Regions from separate parts of the Mus musculus genome. Here region 2 is linked to region 1. Evidence: chromatin contacts called from public HiChIP or PLAC-seq data. All regions are on one chromosome and are shown on one strand. Each heading gives the region's core, a stretch centred on a gene start, on an enhancer-like site or on the middle of the called end of the contact. The rest is flanking DNA. Distances are from core to core; before and after follow the strand shown.

The links. HiChIP or PLAC-seq counts read pairs in DNA pulled down with a chosen protein or histone mark.
Region 2: a contact with region 1 is called in an H3K27ac HiChIP or PLAC-seq map of embryonic stem cells, with 6 read pairs. The contact joins the promoter of Nkd2 here to the enhancer-like site in region 1. A contact is called at or near these places in 1 of 39 promoter capture datasets (embryonic stem cells), 1 of 484 Hi-C or Micro-C datasets (double positive thymocytes), 3 of 115 datasets of contacts at active chromatin or transcription factors (all in embryonic stem cells) and 3 of 9 other capture datasets (adipose tissue, embryonic stem cells and liver).

What each region holds. Positions count from the first base shown.
Region 1 is chr13:73,779,069-73,786,957 of GRCm38.p6, forward strand. It overlaps Slc12a7 (solute carrier family 12, member 7), which reads left to right. Exons shown (of 24, transcript NM_011390.2): 2 at 5,451-5,545; 3 at 5,976-6,098. Among named protein-coding and RNA genes, the nearest start is that of Slc12a7, 19 kb to the left of the region's middle. Within about 2 kb of position 3,738, at least 12 of the 459 cell types and tissues checked have an H3K27ac peak or open chromatin away from gene starts, as enhancers often do. A contact at or near this core is called in embryonic stem cells, where this site is marked.
Region 2 is chr13:73,844,369-73,852,257 of GRCm38.p6, forward strand. Nkd2 (naked cuticle 2) reads right to left here and starts at 3,263. Exons shown (of 10, transcript NM_028186.5): 1 at 3,035-3,263; 2 at 2,902-2,937; 3 at 2,545-2,648. The coding sequence starts at 3,059. It overlaps Gm30303 (a long non-coding RNA gene), which reads left to right and starts at 3,240. Exons shown (of 3, transcript XR_382654.4): 1 at 3,240-3,440; 2 at 4,777-4,883.

The sequences.
Region 1 (7,889 bases), core at 2,488-4,987:
AGTCTCCCCAGCATCTGTTTGTATCCTTACATTTCTTTTTAGGTCTGGCAGCCCTTGGGCATCCTGTACAGTCGTCCCACTGAAGAGTTGTTTAAATGTCATCTGGTAGACAGCTTCACAAGTGTCTTGCCACCTCTCCCTGGGAGTGTTGGTCGGGCTATGGAGTGCTGTTTCCTTAGATGAGTGGTCATCACTATACCTGTGCATCTGGGCAAAGGGTGAGGAAAAGTTTGTTGACCACACTAGCTGTGACTGCTCAGAACAGCATTGTGGCTGCCCTTTGTGAAAGACCCAGGCAGGTGACTCCTAAACTCAGGCTATGGGTGGAGGCTGGAGGTACGGTTTCTGAAGAGCTTTTGCCCTTCTGTGTCTTTCCATGTAGTCCTCCTCCCTGGAGACTAGTAACTTGAGCTGAGCTGGAGGTGAGCAGCAGAGACTTTGTTCAAGGTCATGAGCTTGAGTTGGCTCCATTTGAGCATCTGAGGGAGAATCTGAAACCCTGTCTCCTGACCCTCTGGAGGGTTGTTGGGCTATGAGTCACACCCTGGTCCTCTGTGTCCTCAGAGCTGGTGACACCAGAGTGTGTTGCATTTGCATATGTTTCTTTGTTTGTTGTTGTTGTTTTCAAAACAGATTCTCACTGTGCAGCTATGGCTGGCCTAAAACTTGCCATGTAGACCAGGCTGGCTGGCAACTCTCAGAACTTTTATCTGCCTCTACCTCATAATTGCTGGGATTAAAGGTTTGTGCTATCACACCTGACTTCTTTAAACCTGATATTAACTTATTTCCTGACATCAGAAAATCATAAGAATACAAAGAAGTCTCTCCTATGCTTGGCTTCAGCTCTCTCTGCTTGGGACATTTTTTCCCATGATGAAATATTCTTTCTCTTTCCCTTCTCCTGCATCTGTCTCTTCTCACACACATGTAAAGGCTGTGAGGCTCTTTTGGGACCTACCCTCTCCAAAAACCACATTTTCTTTCAGACTCTCTATAGCATTTACTAGGTGAGAGGACTACTGTTCACACAGCAAAGATCTTATTTGAGTTTCACCAGGTCATATAGCGTGTGACGTCACCATAAAAAGCCTGCTATCTTGGCTTCATTCTGGAATTTTCCTGTGTGCCTCTGCCTTCTGGGAAGGAGGAACTGCAGGCTTGTGCCTGTGGGCCCTACAGCCTGGATAGTGGCATGATGGGAGCACCCCACTGAGACGTAGGGTCAAGAATGTTTGCTGGCCAGCTACCTTTTTCTATGATATGATAGCTGTGACCCCTCAGTAATTCAGCTGGGCCTACCCCACTAGGCTGTGTATCCCCCATTGTCTCTCGGCTACAATTCCCAAGGCAGTTTCTTCTAGCCTGTCCACTGGTCTGTACACCAAAGTATTGTAGCAGGTCTCCATGGCTTGGGTGGGCCTCAGGTGCCTGTGTGTGTCTGTGCTCCAGTCAGTTGATGCTTAGATGGATGGTCTCAGAAGTGGTCATGGGGGACTCTCCAGATGGTGCCACTTGGCTTTTGACGTCACTGACATTTCCTGGTTACATTTAGTCTTAGCATCCATCCCCCTGCCTTAGCTCTGTAGTCAGTGGTTCTCCTGAGATAACCTAAGTAGAAAATGAGCTTAGCAAGTCAGTTGTAGGTGCTGAGAATACATTTAGTTACTAGTGTGCCCTTCTTCTTCTTCTTTTTTTTGTTTTTGTTTTTGTTTTTTCGAGACAGGGTTTCTCTGTGTAGCCCTGTAGTCCTGGAACTCACTTTGTAGATCAAGCTGGCCTCAAACTCAGAAATCCGCCTGCCTCTGCCTCCCAAATGCCACCACCACCCGTCTGTGTGCCCTGCTTTTTGACCTGTTAGCTGACAGAGGTAGGAAGCTACACACGCGTATGTATGTGGGTAACATGTACACACACCCTGAAAAGCCCAGAGTTTCCCATCATTCTTCAGGTGTGTCAGGGCTCATCTGGCCATCCCTTTCCTGGAGGGGTAGAAATTGGCCTCCACTGTCCACAGTATAGTTGGGTGTTTGTTAAATTTGTATCTTTTACTAGAAGACCTGGGATGCTGTTCTAGAATGTTTTACCCATACTCTGGAGAAGGAACTGAACAATGAGGATTCTGTGTTTGGTTATAGTGTTCTGGGTGGTTAGCATAATATTTATATAGGTTAAAGGTTATGAAAGGAAAAGTATTGGCCCAGGATTCCCAAGACCCCTTCTCAGCATGAAGGAGATTTATCTGCCCCACAGGGACAAATGGTAGGGAGTAAGAAACAAAGGTAGGAGATAAAGGATGATGGGAGAGGAGCAAGGGAGAGGGGAGGGTAGAGGGTTATTTGTCCTTGAGGACAAAGGACTGTCTTGTAATAGAGAGGAGACAGACATGGCCAATTGGTGACTTCTAAACGTAAAATAGGAAGTCTTGTGTTAGGATGAGGTGTTTAATTTTAATTGGGCATGGTGAACCAAAGGGGGCTTTTAATCACCGAACTTCAGTACTTTGGTACCTGGACTTTTGGTAGTCAGGCTCAGGAGGAAGGATTGGGAATAGACCTTGGGGGCTAGCTCTAGGAATGTAATCTCATGATTTTTAGCAAGGCAGAAGGACTCAGGGAGAAGGGCAAGGCCCTCCAGAGCCATGCTAGAGCTGGCCAGCGTCCCTTCAGCTCACACTTCTTTCCTTGGAAGGTTTGAACCGCACTGTTCGGCTCTCTCTTGGCCAGGGCTCTTATATCTGTTAAGTTTCTGTCTTGCTGTGGTCCACCTCTCCTGTTTCTTTCCGTGTGACTTCATCTGTCCTTTGACTGTCTTATATCTGCCACATGTAAGTAAGATTTGAAGTTGGTGAGATGAGGAGATCTCACATTAGGGACAGTTGATAGTACAGGGTCTTGCCTCCAGATGGAAGGAAGTTCTACAGGATGCTGGCCTGGTGTCTCTGTGTAGGGGCAGGTATGGGTTTGATGGGTACCCAGGGAGGTTGTGCCTTGGCCTGTAAGCCTTCACTTGTATGAAAGGCTCTGCCTGATTTCCCAAGGGTGAGCATATATGCATAGGCAGATCAGCAGACATACTCTGTTTCCAGCTTCCTCACCATCCAGTAAAGGACCAGCCAGCCATATTTTCAGCATCAGTCCATGGTGTGGCTTACAATCTTGTCCCCTCCTACTTGCTCCAAGGTCCTGATGTATGAGCTCTGGGTGGGATTGAGCCTTGCTGTGTATATTCCACTGTCCTTAGAGTTCCTGTCTTATCAAAGGCACACCGCTGGGAAGCATAGTGTGGCTATGTTTTCAGCAGTCTGTGCTGCTCCATGAATTCTCTGCAGAAGACTACCATCAGTTCTGTTCCTACCTTACTGTAGTTCCTTGGTGATCTGGGGAAAGCTAAGAGCCTTGAATTAGGAGGACTGGGACATGGGTGGAGAGGGTATGGGGGGAGGGGGTGGTTTACAGCATCTGAGTGCATACTGGTGAGGGAATTTCTTATTAGACCAAAGCCACTTCTGGGCTGTGGGCCCTAACAAAGGTTTCTCCCTCTGCTTTGGTTTAGCGTAAGTAATCGGATGCCACATTTTAGGGGCCTACTTAAATTCAGGGCAGGGCACTTTGTGTTCTTTTGTTCCCTGACCCTTGATGACCTTGATTATTGGAGTTTGTTACTAGGACCTGGGTCGGGTGTATCCTGAGACAGAAAGGATCTAGTGAGCTTCAGGAACCTGCGTCAGCAGCTCCTGTTTGGGTACCAATCAGGATTGATGGTAAACCACCGTCTGAACTAGCTAGTAGGGTAGGAGGTGTGTGTGGGCCTTCCCCGGAAGGCCAGCATAATCCCAATGGGATTTAAGGAATTTGAAATTCAAAGCTACTGTCAAAACAAAACAAAACAAAACAAAACCAACCCTGGTGTGTGTGCCTCCTCCCTCAAAGAGGGCTTTAGTCTTTAATGGGGCCAATCTGTTTGTGAGGTACTTGGCTTTTAGGATAGTCATGTCAGATGTATCACATGTCTGGTTAGTAGGACTTGAAAGGGGAATAATGTAACTTGCTGTCACCCAACTGGAGGCTGTTTAGAATCTTTACCTGGTTTCTCCTTCCAAGTAGCTACCTTGAAAAAGTCCAAGAATCATTGCCCTGCTCCTACCCTATGTTCCGACCCATGATATGCTCAGCGATCAAGACCGTGGTTCCAGACACCAGCACAGGGGACTCAAGCTGTCACATCAGGACTCTGTTCTTGGTCCTCCTGAAGCCCTTTGTTTCTGTCATCTGAGGTTGTGAGCCTTGGTCTTACTTCCAGAAGGTGACCTGGGCTCGGGGAGAGGTCTCGTATCAGAAGTCTCCTTCGGGTTCTTTCCTTCTTCAAGGATGCTCCCTTTTTGCAGACCTCTGACGGCAGTACCTCAGGAGCCCTACTTAAGCCTCAACGGATGTCAAACTGTAACCTTATATTTTTTTGTGACTGAACAAATGTCTGCATCCTGGGGCAGCTGGAACATGAGGTATCAAGACCATGTGCCCCATGCCTTGGTACTCCATGCTCAGGAATCCAAACCCCCAAGGTGTGGTCTCCTGTTATCCAGGGCATCATAAGGTTGCAATGGTTACTGGACCTGCCTGTCAAGGGCCTTGAGTGTCCAAAACTCCCTGTTGACTGTGGACATGGAGAGGAAGCAGAGGTGAGGATCCTACTTGTAGGGTACTAGTGTAGAACACACTGAGGATCTAACCTGTCTCCCCTTGCTCCATTTGCCAAGACTGTTCTTGATTTTTTTTTGAGGTGGGGTGGGGTGGGTGTTCCTTTTTACTGCCCCTTGTTCCTGAGAGGAGTAGGGTCACTCCCCCTGCCTCGGGCCTGCCTTTCTCTGCACACATAGCCCTGTGTACCCACCCACTCATGCCTCACCAGAGGAGGTCATATAGCTGTTTCGGAGTTAAGCTTCCTTTCCCCTTATAAGGCCGTGTCCAGCAGCACCTGAAGTTTCTCCCCATGCAAATGAGACATCCCCAGGACCTCAGTCCCAACCAACCCTCAATTGCCTGCACTCACCCCCTAAAAGGTTTAAATAGCCTTTGTTCTCCCCGCCAATAAACTGAGCCAGTTCTCCGAAGCTGTTCCTGGGTGTGTGTGTATTCTTACTTGAGTACTCACCAGTCCAGTGTGGTGTGCAGTGAGCCTGGCTACCCCGAGGGGAGAAGAAGACATAGAACAGTACCATCTCATATGTGGAAACTGAGGCAGAGAGGACTGTTCTGGGAACCTGGCTGTATGAGACCTGTCCTGGGTACCAAGGGATACGGAGTCCCTCAGAGGCACATCTCTGCCAAGACCCTGCCGGGGAAGGAATTAGAATACAGGGTCCCGGACCTACTGATTTGGCCACTCCCTGGCTCAGAGCCTGCATGGCCTACGATCCTGAGACTAACCTGACTGACTATCTTCCACAGGAGATGGAAACCCCAGGGAAAACAGCCCTTTCATCAATAATGTGGAGGTGGAAAGAGAGAGCTACTTCGAGGGGAAGAACATGGCACTTTTTGAGGTAATTTTGTTTCAGTTTCTACACGAAGAAGGTACATTAGTGAAGAACTTGTGGGAAGAAGGTAAAGGAGTGGCCATCTCCCGTGCCCCAGGCAAGGGCAGCCTGGGCTGATGAGGAAGGAGCAAGGTGCTTCTCAGCCTGAGATCCACTGAGTTTATCTGTTTCTGATAAGTGAGCTGCAACCTGGGCTGGTGCATTCCTTACAGTTCCTAAAAGCCTTGAGGACTCTCAGTGCCCCTGACTTCTGATTCCAGACCTGTTGGATAGATGTTCTGGGCACACAGATGGGGGTTGGGGGGGTCCATTCACTTGACTGTGGGCTCTTGAGCTCTACACAGCCCTGGGACAGATGGATCTCCTGGGCCAGGGACCGCTGCCTTGGGATGTTGACGGACCTGGTTCCTACCTATGTGATGCTTTGCACCCACAGGAAGAGATGGACAGCAACCCCATGGTGTCATCACTGCTGAACAAGCTGGCCAACTATACCAACCTGAGCCAGGGTGTGGTAGAGCATGAGGAAGATGAGGACAGCCGGAGGCGAGAGGTCAAGGTACACGCGCTCCCCTCAGGCAGATAGCAGTCTTGGAGGTTTCTAGACAGAGAACACCCTTGCCAGGTTTTCAGATCACGTGTGCCTTTCCCTTCATGAGGCTTGACCATTTTCATCTATACGGTACCGTGTCTCAGTGGACACCACCAGCTTCTGGGAAGGGACAAGGTCCTAGAAGTCATGTGCAGGCTGCCCTGGATACTCTTGAGTGGGCATCCTTGGGATCCATATAGCTCCAAGGAGAAGGAGTGGCACTAAACCCTGCCTGAGGCCTGACTTTGTGTTTCATTTTATTATTTGGTTGCAGTGTTTATTTATTTGTTTTTGAGATAGTCTCAATCTGGCCAGAAGCCCACTATGTCACCCAAAGTTGGCTTTGAACTCACAGTAGTTCTCCTGCTTCTGCTTTCAGTTACTAGGATGGCAGGTGTGTGTGTGCCATCATGTCTGGCTTAAAGCCTTCCCTAAAGCTTTTGAGTTTTATTCCCCTCAGTTCTAGCTCCCTGAGGTCTCTGCTTTCTCTGGAGGGAAGAGTTCAATGCTGGTGAGCAAAGATGAAGGTGATTTGTCACATCTGTTTGTCACATCTATCTGCTTCCAAGGTGCTTCTCATGAGCCAGTACCCAGCCTGACTGTGGCTCTATGAAAGTCAGGCCACAGAGTGGCATTGGCTGTCTTCTTTCCTCCTGCTGTAAAGACAGCAGGGTCAAGTCTACACAGTGTTCAGCACTTCCCAGACGATTCAGATCTGGGGCCATGTGGTCTCTGGGGACAGGGCTAAGGTTAACAGAGGCATGGGCTGTCTTCTTGGCAGTAGAGCAGTGGCTCTTAGAAACACTGTCTCGGCCATGCCTTTTCCTGCCCTCTCCCAGATACTCTGGGCATCCTTAGCTGACCCTGTTGAGATGGCAGAGTCACAGCTGCCCAGATCTGCTGAATGATGGGCTGCTATAAAGGAGAATTTAGGGGCTGTAGGTTTGTCACTCAAATGTGTTGGTGGGGTATGCTTGTGCTCCCAGCGCTGCCCCATGGCCCAACAGGTTCTTGGGCCTCAGAAGCCCCAGGCCTTCCCTGTCCCCAGCACACATGTCCATTTGTCCATCTGTCTATCTCTTTTGTCTGCTGGAATATGTGTCCAAGGAAAACTTGGCTTGTGCCAGGGAACAGACACTAGACTGAATGCATCTTGGAACTGACCCTCAGCTGCAACTCTGCTTAGTCAAGGCCCTGCTCAGGATGATCCCGTAGTTTAGTCCTTATTTCCTTAGAGTGGAGCCCAGCAGACTTCGCTGCCTACAAGGGCAGTGTGGAAGGAACCCGTCCTTGTAAGCAGGGCATCCAGGTTTGGGGATATTATACTTAGTACAGCCATAGTATATTTTACCCTAACACAAAGTATGTCAATTCTCTGGCTAGTGTTTCCCTGGGTAACATGTTTCTGGACTGGATTTTAGTTGATTAACAGCTCACAGCAGAGCTGCTTATTGTGGTTGAAAATGTCCTACTTAGGGATCCATTGGGTTGGCAGGACAGAAGTAGAGCCCGCCTCTGGTGTCTCCTCTGATGGCACAGAAGCTTGTCCCCAGAGACAGGAATCACTTTCTTTTGAGCTGCTTCTGGGTTGTAAACAGGTCTGGATCATCTGGACAAAGCTAAGAGTTCAGAGGTGGCCATCCCCCTTTTGAAGGCACTGGGAACCCCAGGCAGTAGGATATTGGGCAGACAGCTCCTGAGCCCGTGTCTCAGTGGGATCTGAAGCTAAGCTATGTGGCCTGGCAGCTTCTTGTGTAT
Region 2 (7,889 bases), core at 2,013-4,512, 65 kb after region 1:
GACAGCCATGGACATGGTTCTCAGTCAACTTACATCCAGGCAGATCCCTCAAAGGCCAAGTTAAAACCCCTAGAATGAGCAGAATGTTCCTTCCTCGGGCTCAATGGAAATCTGTGTTTAATTCACAACAACAACAAAAATAACAGTGACTCTTGTCTTCTTAGCAATTTCCTGCCAGCCTCGGGGGGAGCTGAAGAAATTAAAGACAGTCTCATGGAAGAAGGGACACACATAAGGAGACTATCTCATGGAAGACTACTCAGTCAACTTTGAGAAAAGCCTCCACCAAATGCTGTTTGAACTACATCCCCATCAGTACTATCTCAAAGCCTGTGACCACAGAAGTTCTGAAGCCAATTGCTTCTCTCCAAACCAGCGCTTGGTTATTGCTAACAGACCCATGCTCCTCCCTTCATATCCCCACAGGCAAGGAGCCACACAGGTGCTGACACACAGCAGAGCTTCTGGGAATAGCAATGGAGGCCAATGAAGGCAGGAAGTGGGACTGAGGGGACTTTTAGATGGACACAGATGCACAGGCCAGTGCAGACTTATAGATGGACACAGATGTACAGCTCAGTAACAGAGTCAAAAGCAACTCCATCCTTCTGGTTTTAGAGAATGGGAAAAGCAGATGAGAAGCCAGAAGAGGAGATGCAAGTCTCCCAATGACCTGGCATGAGTCACTGAGAGTTGGTGGTAGGAAGTGTTATGCAGTGTAATCAGGGCTGCCCTTCCTTAGGGCACAGCCCCTGGGAGGACAATAAGTCAGAACTCTGGACACTGTGAAAAGAAGGATTTCAGAAAGGACACAGACCCAACACTAACTGTCCCCACTTAGTTTTCCAGACAGAAGAAAGAGTATGGCGATATAGTCCCTTCCAGACCCGGGCAAGAGCTACCTAGTATAGCCCAAGTTTCTAGGCACAAAGGCAGCAATGTGGCCTCAGCTCAAGGTCTTGCCTGGCCAGGAGCCACAGCCAGATAAGGAAAACCCAGGTTTGTTGCTTATAGCTACCTAAGCCAAGTCAGTTCTACTAAGACTCTGCTCTTAGCCACCTTGGAAAAGCCAAGGACAACGCTAAAAGAAGCAATGCAAGCCAGAGCCCACACAACAACACAAAAAATGACCCAAAGAGTAGTACTCATGGTCCTAAGATCACAGCTTCACTTTAACAATTCCACTCTACACAGGGAGTACCTATACTCTCCAGAAAGATGCTCTGGCTTTCACACTCCAGTGACAACCACTTCCTTGTCAGCTAAATTGTGTCCTATTCTGAATACCAGTGCTCTCAAGTGAGGAGTCCAAGGACTGAGCTCAGACTTGTTGCTAGGGAGAAAAACCCTAGGCTTGACAGCTAAGGGGAAGGGCCAGTCTAAATGCTCTCCCATGGCATGAACAGGTTCCCAGAGACCAGCTCCAATAACGTGCATCTGAGAGCCAAGCTGTGTAGAAGCATCAACTGGCCACCAAAAATTCCTCAGCAAATGTAAGTGGTAGCAAAATGGACCTGGGTGGGCAGCACTGGATGTCTGGTCTGGCCTCCTCTACTAGAGATGGACATCATGTAACTGTTTGAATCTCCACACTGGACCCACAATACCTCAGCATACCCGCTTTTACAGCTACAGTAGATCCGCTCAGAAAGCACACATCCAAACTCTAGTACATATTATTTTAAGCCTCCGTAGCTCCAGGTCTCAGGTCAGGGCCACACCAAGTATTCATGAACACCCAGAAGTTTCTATTCACCCACCAGAAGGTCCTTTCAGAAAGAACACTGATGCCAGCCCACTTGCCGACTTCACAGAGCTCCCAGCCAGTGAGGGAGTCTATCTGTAGTGGGAGCCAGTAGTGGGGAGCCAGTTCTAGGTGACCAAGTGTATTGTTCTTGTCCTTTCAAACTCTGCTCTCCCCAACACCAATAGCCCAATGTCTACTTCTTCTTGCTGGCAGATATGTGGGTGTTTCACCCACACTCCATCACATCTCATCCCTGGGGCCCTGGCCCTGGGCAGTTCTCTGCTCTTAAACACAGCACATGGATCATCTTCTCTCAGACACAGGGTAGCTCTTATGGTTTGGGGACACCGTTTTTTCCACTGCCCATTTGTCCAGGGATGCTCCCTGCAGGCCTGTATTAAGCTCTCCAAAAGATGGGAGGCAAGGGTAGCCTTAACCTCTGGACAACTTCATTGTGCAAGCAATCAGCCCTATAACATCCATCAACAGATGGAGAAGGTCCTCCAACTCAAGCCTGGAATTCTGAGATCATGGCCCCCCTAGTTGAGTCCCATCTCTGCCTTAGAATCCCTTCACCAGTTCCTCCTGCCTGAGGGGTGGAGTCACCAGTCCAGCCTAGCGCTTGGAGGTTCCAGTACCACCCAGCCCCCTCTGGGATACTATGCCAGATGCTGGAGAGGGTTAGGCTATCCTGGCCAGCCATATGAGTCTTCTGCGTCTCCCGACTGTAAAGAGGCAAGACTCAGGTTCTGCAAGGCCCTTAGTTGCGCGACCCAGCCCACCTTCCCGTAACCTACCTGCTTGTCCCGTGAGCGATGTTCCACACCGCTGCCCGCGCGCCGGTCCGTTTCTTCCGCTCCCCTGCGACCGCTCCCGTACGCAGGCACCACGAAGCTGTCCCCTGCGGCCCGCCCGCAGACGCGCGGGAAACAAGGCACCCACGGAGAAGGAAGGAGACCGTGAGCTTCGTGGAGTGCGCTTCTGCCCAGCCTGCCTTGCAGCGCCCACCCGGTACCCAGAGCCCCGAGGCCACGCGCTCCCGGAGACCCAAGGCGTGTCCCAATCGAGGGCGCGAGGCAAGGCGCGCCCCAAGCTTGGAGCTCTGCGCATCCGGCCCCGGGGCCGCCTCGCTCCCTGACCGCACCCGGGCTCACCTTCGGGACTCTCTCTCCTCTTGCAGGCTGCTGCGGCTGCGGCACGGTCGGAGGACACAGGGAAGACGGAAGGGACAGTGAGTGGCGGCGCCCACCCGCCCCCCTCTCTCCCGCCCCCCGGCCCGCTCCTCACCGTGCTTGGACTGAAATTTCCCCATGTCTCCGCTGGGCCTGGACCCACCCTCCGGCCGAGCTCTCAGGTGTGCGTCCGAGGTTCGAGCCCGGGGTGCGTGAATCCCGAGCTGAGAGCAACTCGTGGAGCCTGGATCCGGGGCCGGGCAGTCTGGCGAGGCTTGGCCCGGCAACCGGAGACACCGGCGCGGGCAGCGGCCGGCCTCCCTCTGAGCGCGCGCGCCCGCGACGGGGCTTTAACAGGGGTTCTCGCAGCGCCCCCCGCGGCCGCGGACCGTAGCGCAGTGGACCTTAGCGTCTCCTTTACCCTAAGACTTTACTAGACAGGCGGTTTGGAACCTGCTCTGAGCAACGACTCGCACAGGGCATCCCTGAGGGCAGACAGAGCTTACCTGCGTGGACTCCAGGTTTCTGGCTCTCTGCGGTTTCTTTTGTGGGGACACCCTCCACCCCTCACCAATCTTTTTCTTGAGATTCCCAAATTCAAGAGTCGGTATTAGGAATCCTCCTTTGAAAGAGAGAACCCTGGAAGAGAGTTACCTACGTCTTAGACAACCTTCTTGATACCTTTGGCTGTGAGAGGAGTTAGGCACATGCTTGTCGTGAAGGGGCTGGGGGTGAGTGGGGTGCGGAGGTAGAAGGCCATGGGAAGGTACCTGGAAGAGAGGGAGAGCAGGTAGGACTAAAGTGAGTCCTGGCCCGCTGGAGCAGACCTTCCTCCCTTTCCCTCATTGATGAAAGACCAACGCTGCCCATCAGTGTGGACAGGCCCTGCATCCTTCCCTTTGCCTTTGGTTGGGGCAGGGTCCTTGCTGGGCTGTGGTTAGTCCATCTGGCTCCTCTTTGGCTGGCCAACCTCTGAAAACCCTCTCAGTATCTCATCCTACAGCTTCTCCCTTAGAAGAGATCACCCACCCTTGTTTCAGAGAAATCTCACTCCCCCTTCTTTCTTGGGCTCCAGCTTATTCTGGGGATACCTCTCTGTTTGGTTCTCCACTTTGCCCATAGAGCTCTGTAACACACAGATCAAGAATGAATGTGTAGTTTTCTTTCCCAGCCTTCTTGAGATATGGTTCATATACCCTACAACTCTCCCACTCAAGAGTCACCACTACCTAGTAGCCTGTCTCTGTTCAGAGATGTGTTCACATAGTCTGCTCTAGAACATTCAACTCCTAGAGTGACTTAATTTTAGCACATACTTTCTGCAAAGAACCACAGCCCCCCCCCCCCGCCTCTTCATGGTCTGTATTCCAGGCTGGCCTTGAACTCCATGTATAGCTAAGATGACCTTGAACTTCTGAAGTCCTTTGGAATTGTTGATATTAAGGATTCATGACTGCCCCCCCCAAAAAAGTGCAGAATGGCTTACCTTGAACAGGACCATCTCACAGCCATGGGCATGACACAGGTAGAATGGACTCATGTAATTATGAGGACTCCTTACCCACCAGGCCATTCACCTAGCCTCATCCCTCCTTTGTGTCAGGGTTTCACCCACAACCAGCAACTGAGAAAGAAGGAATGGGATACCAGGAGAGGATTCAATGATTAGGATCCACAACTATGTTTGGGGGAGTGTTTGTAAATATAGCTATCATTATCACTGAGGCCATAAATGAGGAAGGTTCCCACAAGGACAGGCTTCACTGTGTTCCACTGCCTACCACAGTCTAGGCTCAGCTTTGGGCAAACCAGGTGAGGCTGGCTTGCTCTATATGTCCTCTGCTTCATCCTGTTTAGGTGTAGAGAGTGCGACTTCCTAGTTGATGAAGACAGACTTGGATGGAAATTTCCAGAAATGTCCATTCTTCCCACCCTCCCCACTCCCAGAGCCACTGCTTAGTAAGGTAGGTACATTATTGGCCTGAGAAGACAAGGCCCAGTGTAACTGTCAAACTGGGCAAAAGTAGCCTCAGGCTGGGACTTGAGGCCCAGGAGGTGACCTAGGGTGAGAGTGAGTTTCCATTCACTGATCCTGTGTCCAGGCTTATCTCTGTCCCTTGAATTCTACACCCCCTGCAGTTCTATGCTTCTGTGGTCTCTCTGAGCTTCGAACCAAGGATTTTGACATCAACAAAGAACACAAAGACTATGTGTGACTTGCGTGGCTTCCTGGGGAGAAATAAAGAGACATCTTTTTGCCCCAGACAAAGAGCACAGATAGACCAAAGACACAGATCTATCCAAGTGCAGCTTGTTGATCAATTACTGTATTAGGGTTATTCACAGGAACATACAGAGTGCATAGGCAGCTGTACCACCAAGAAGTCCAACCCTGGCTTTGCTTCTTACATAATATCAGAAAGAGGAAGAGCTTGGGTGGGTGGGTGGGGCTCCCTGAAGGTTTCTCTCCCTCCATGATGTAAAATTAATATAAAATCATGAAGGTCCAGAGAAGGTGTCTGCAGCTTCTCGGCTTCAAGATAGCCATGGTCATTTCCAACCAAGAGGAAATTGCTATAGGTGTGAAAGCCACATCCCAGTGTCAAGGCAGAATCCATTTAGACGATGACTTCATCTCAAGTCCAGTGGAGCAGACACCTGCTTTACATGCAGCTAGCCTGACATGTCCTCTCTGGGCCCGGCTCTGGTTCAGCTCTTTCTCCTGTACTCAAGCTTCTTCTATGCCTGTTCCTGCCTCCCATTTCCCACTCTCATCTTTTGGAATAGCCCGAGCTTGGGGCTCTCTGGCTGGAGCAGTCAAATGTCCTCCCCCCACCCCCCAGCTGTTCAGGGTGAGATGATTGAACACAATTGGGCTGGCCATATGAGGACTTACCTCTGCCCAGTATCCAACATCCTGTGTTCTTGGTCTAACATCTTGGGTCCAGCATCCCACACCTAGTATCCTGCCTTACTCAGGCCTGAGGCTCTGGGAAGAGTTCACCAGTTGATAAAAATCAACTCTCAGAACTTTCAAAGAGCAAGGCTGTGCTACAGCCACACCTGTCTCATTAAGCTGTGGGCTTGAAGCTGTTCAAAGCACTTTGTCATTATCTGTCAGAGGTGGGTAGGGCAGTGCCCTTATCTCTAAGATGAAGAGACGCTGCCTGGCGTCCATCTCTGCATCCAAGCATCAGCTACTCACACCTGCCCATGTTGGTGTCCCATGCTGTGCCACTCACTTCCAACAGCAAAAACTCAACAGCTCCAGTAGCAATATGTTCTCTGCTCTTTGAGGCTGGACCCCAGTCTAAAAGAGGCATAGTTATGGGGGCTCTCCATGAAGGGTCCTCCACTTTTCCACTTCTGCTTGTGGTGGTGATCTTTTGTTGGGTCTGTTTCAGGCAGGGGAAGAAGGACCCTTGCTTTCATGTATTCTTCAGAAAGAAGCTCTCTCTCTCTCTCTCTTTCTCTCTCTCTCTCTCTCTCTCTCTCTCTCTCTCTCTCTCTCTCTCTCTGTGTGTGTGTGTGTGTGTGTGTGTGTGTGTGTGTGTGTGTGATCTTCCCTGGGATAGCATGCCACCATATGGCACCTGTTATAAGCTGTTCTTACATGGTGACCACTATGCAGAGAAGCAGCTTGTCCTGTTTCTGTGGTTGTCTTGGTTATGGTTGCTATTAATCATCACTTTTCCCTCTTCAGAAGTGAAAGGAGGTCTGTAATGTGTTGTGATTTGCCCAGTAGTAGGCAGAGGACGCAGAGCAGAGGACCCTGGGAAGAAGGTGGCCCTAGGGCCCAGAACTGAGCTCTGCACATCCTAGTCTGTTTGAGGCCAGTCAACACACAGGGAGACCACTTGAATTGTGGGCCAGGATGCATGCAGGCAAGCCTCCTTGTGAGACTGGGGTCTTGTTTAAGAAATAGGGCCCGCTTTGGGACAAACACAGAACATTAGGTAACAAAGTTGGATAGAACAAACCAATCTATCCCTTCAATCTCTTCCATTAAGGTATCACACATGCAGACAGAGACAGAGTTTGAGGAACTATTTCCTTCACACAACATGCACTCATTATTTTGTGGCTGAATTGTTGCTTCTGATTATTTGTGAAATATTAGCCACCAGCTCTCCACAGGCATCTGTTTCCTTTCCAACAACACACTCTGGTATTTTACAGATCCTTCTAAGGCCTGGACAGAAAAGCCAACACTGATTCACAGAACACAGTGTCTTATTATTTCAAGCTGTGTCTTCCGATCACAACATAAGACCTTATCCTGAGCACAAAAGAGTTTCGGTGTCGTTGTGCTGGTGTGGCAACTCCTAAAAGCTAAAGGGACATGAATTTGAGGTCATGAGCCCTACCTCAGCACACATGAAATTTTCTACACACTGAAGTTCTCGAAGCATTTATTTACCTCATCACTCTGACTGAGAGTCACCCCAATAAGTGAAGTGTGTAGCTCTGCTACTCAGAGAGACTGAAGTGGTATTGCTTTATGGATGGGAAGGAGACAGAGCTTTCAATATCAATGCATATTTGTGCAAACATTTCATGCAAGTTTGTATTTAGAAGTCAAAGAGGGGAAATCTACCCTCTTCCCAGAGTGATTTTTCAAGCATGTCCTCAACATAATTTTGTGTGTGTTACTTGTTTTAATCACAGTGAAGATCAAGCTTTGTAAGCTGTAAAACAGGGGCGTCTGGAAGGCATAAGTGAGCATGGAGGTTGAACCATCTCAGACCCAAGTGCAAACACGCATTGGCAGGTGCATGCATAAAAGCCTATGAAAGCCATCACTCATGGGTAGAGGATTATTTAAGGAAAGATATATGGCAGCGAATGTGAGCCCCATGCACTCACTTCTGAAAGCCTGTCCCATCTAGTGGTGCAGAAGGTTGCCAGATGTCTGAGAAGTGTGTTTGAGAGTCAGTAGATAATGGCTGGGCCTAACGACTTGCATATTC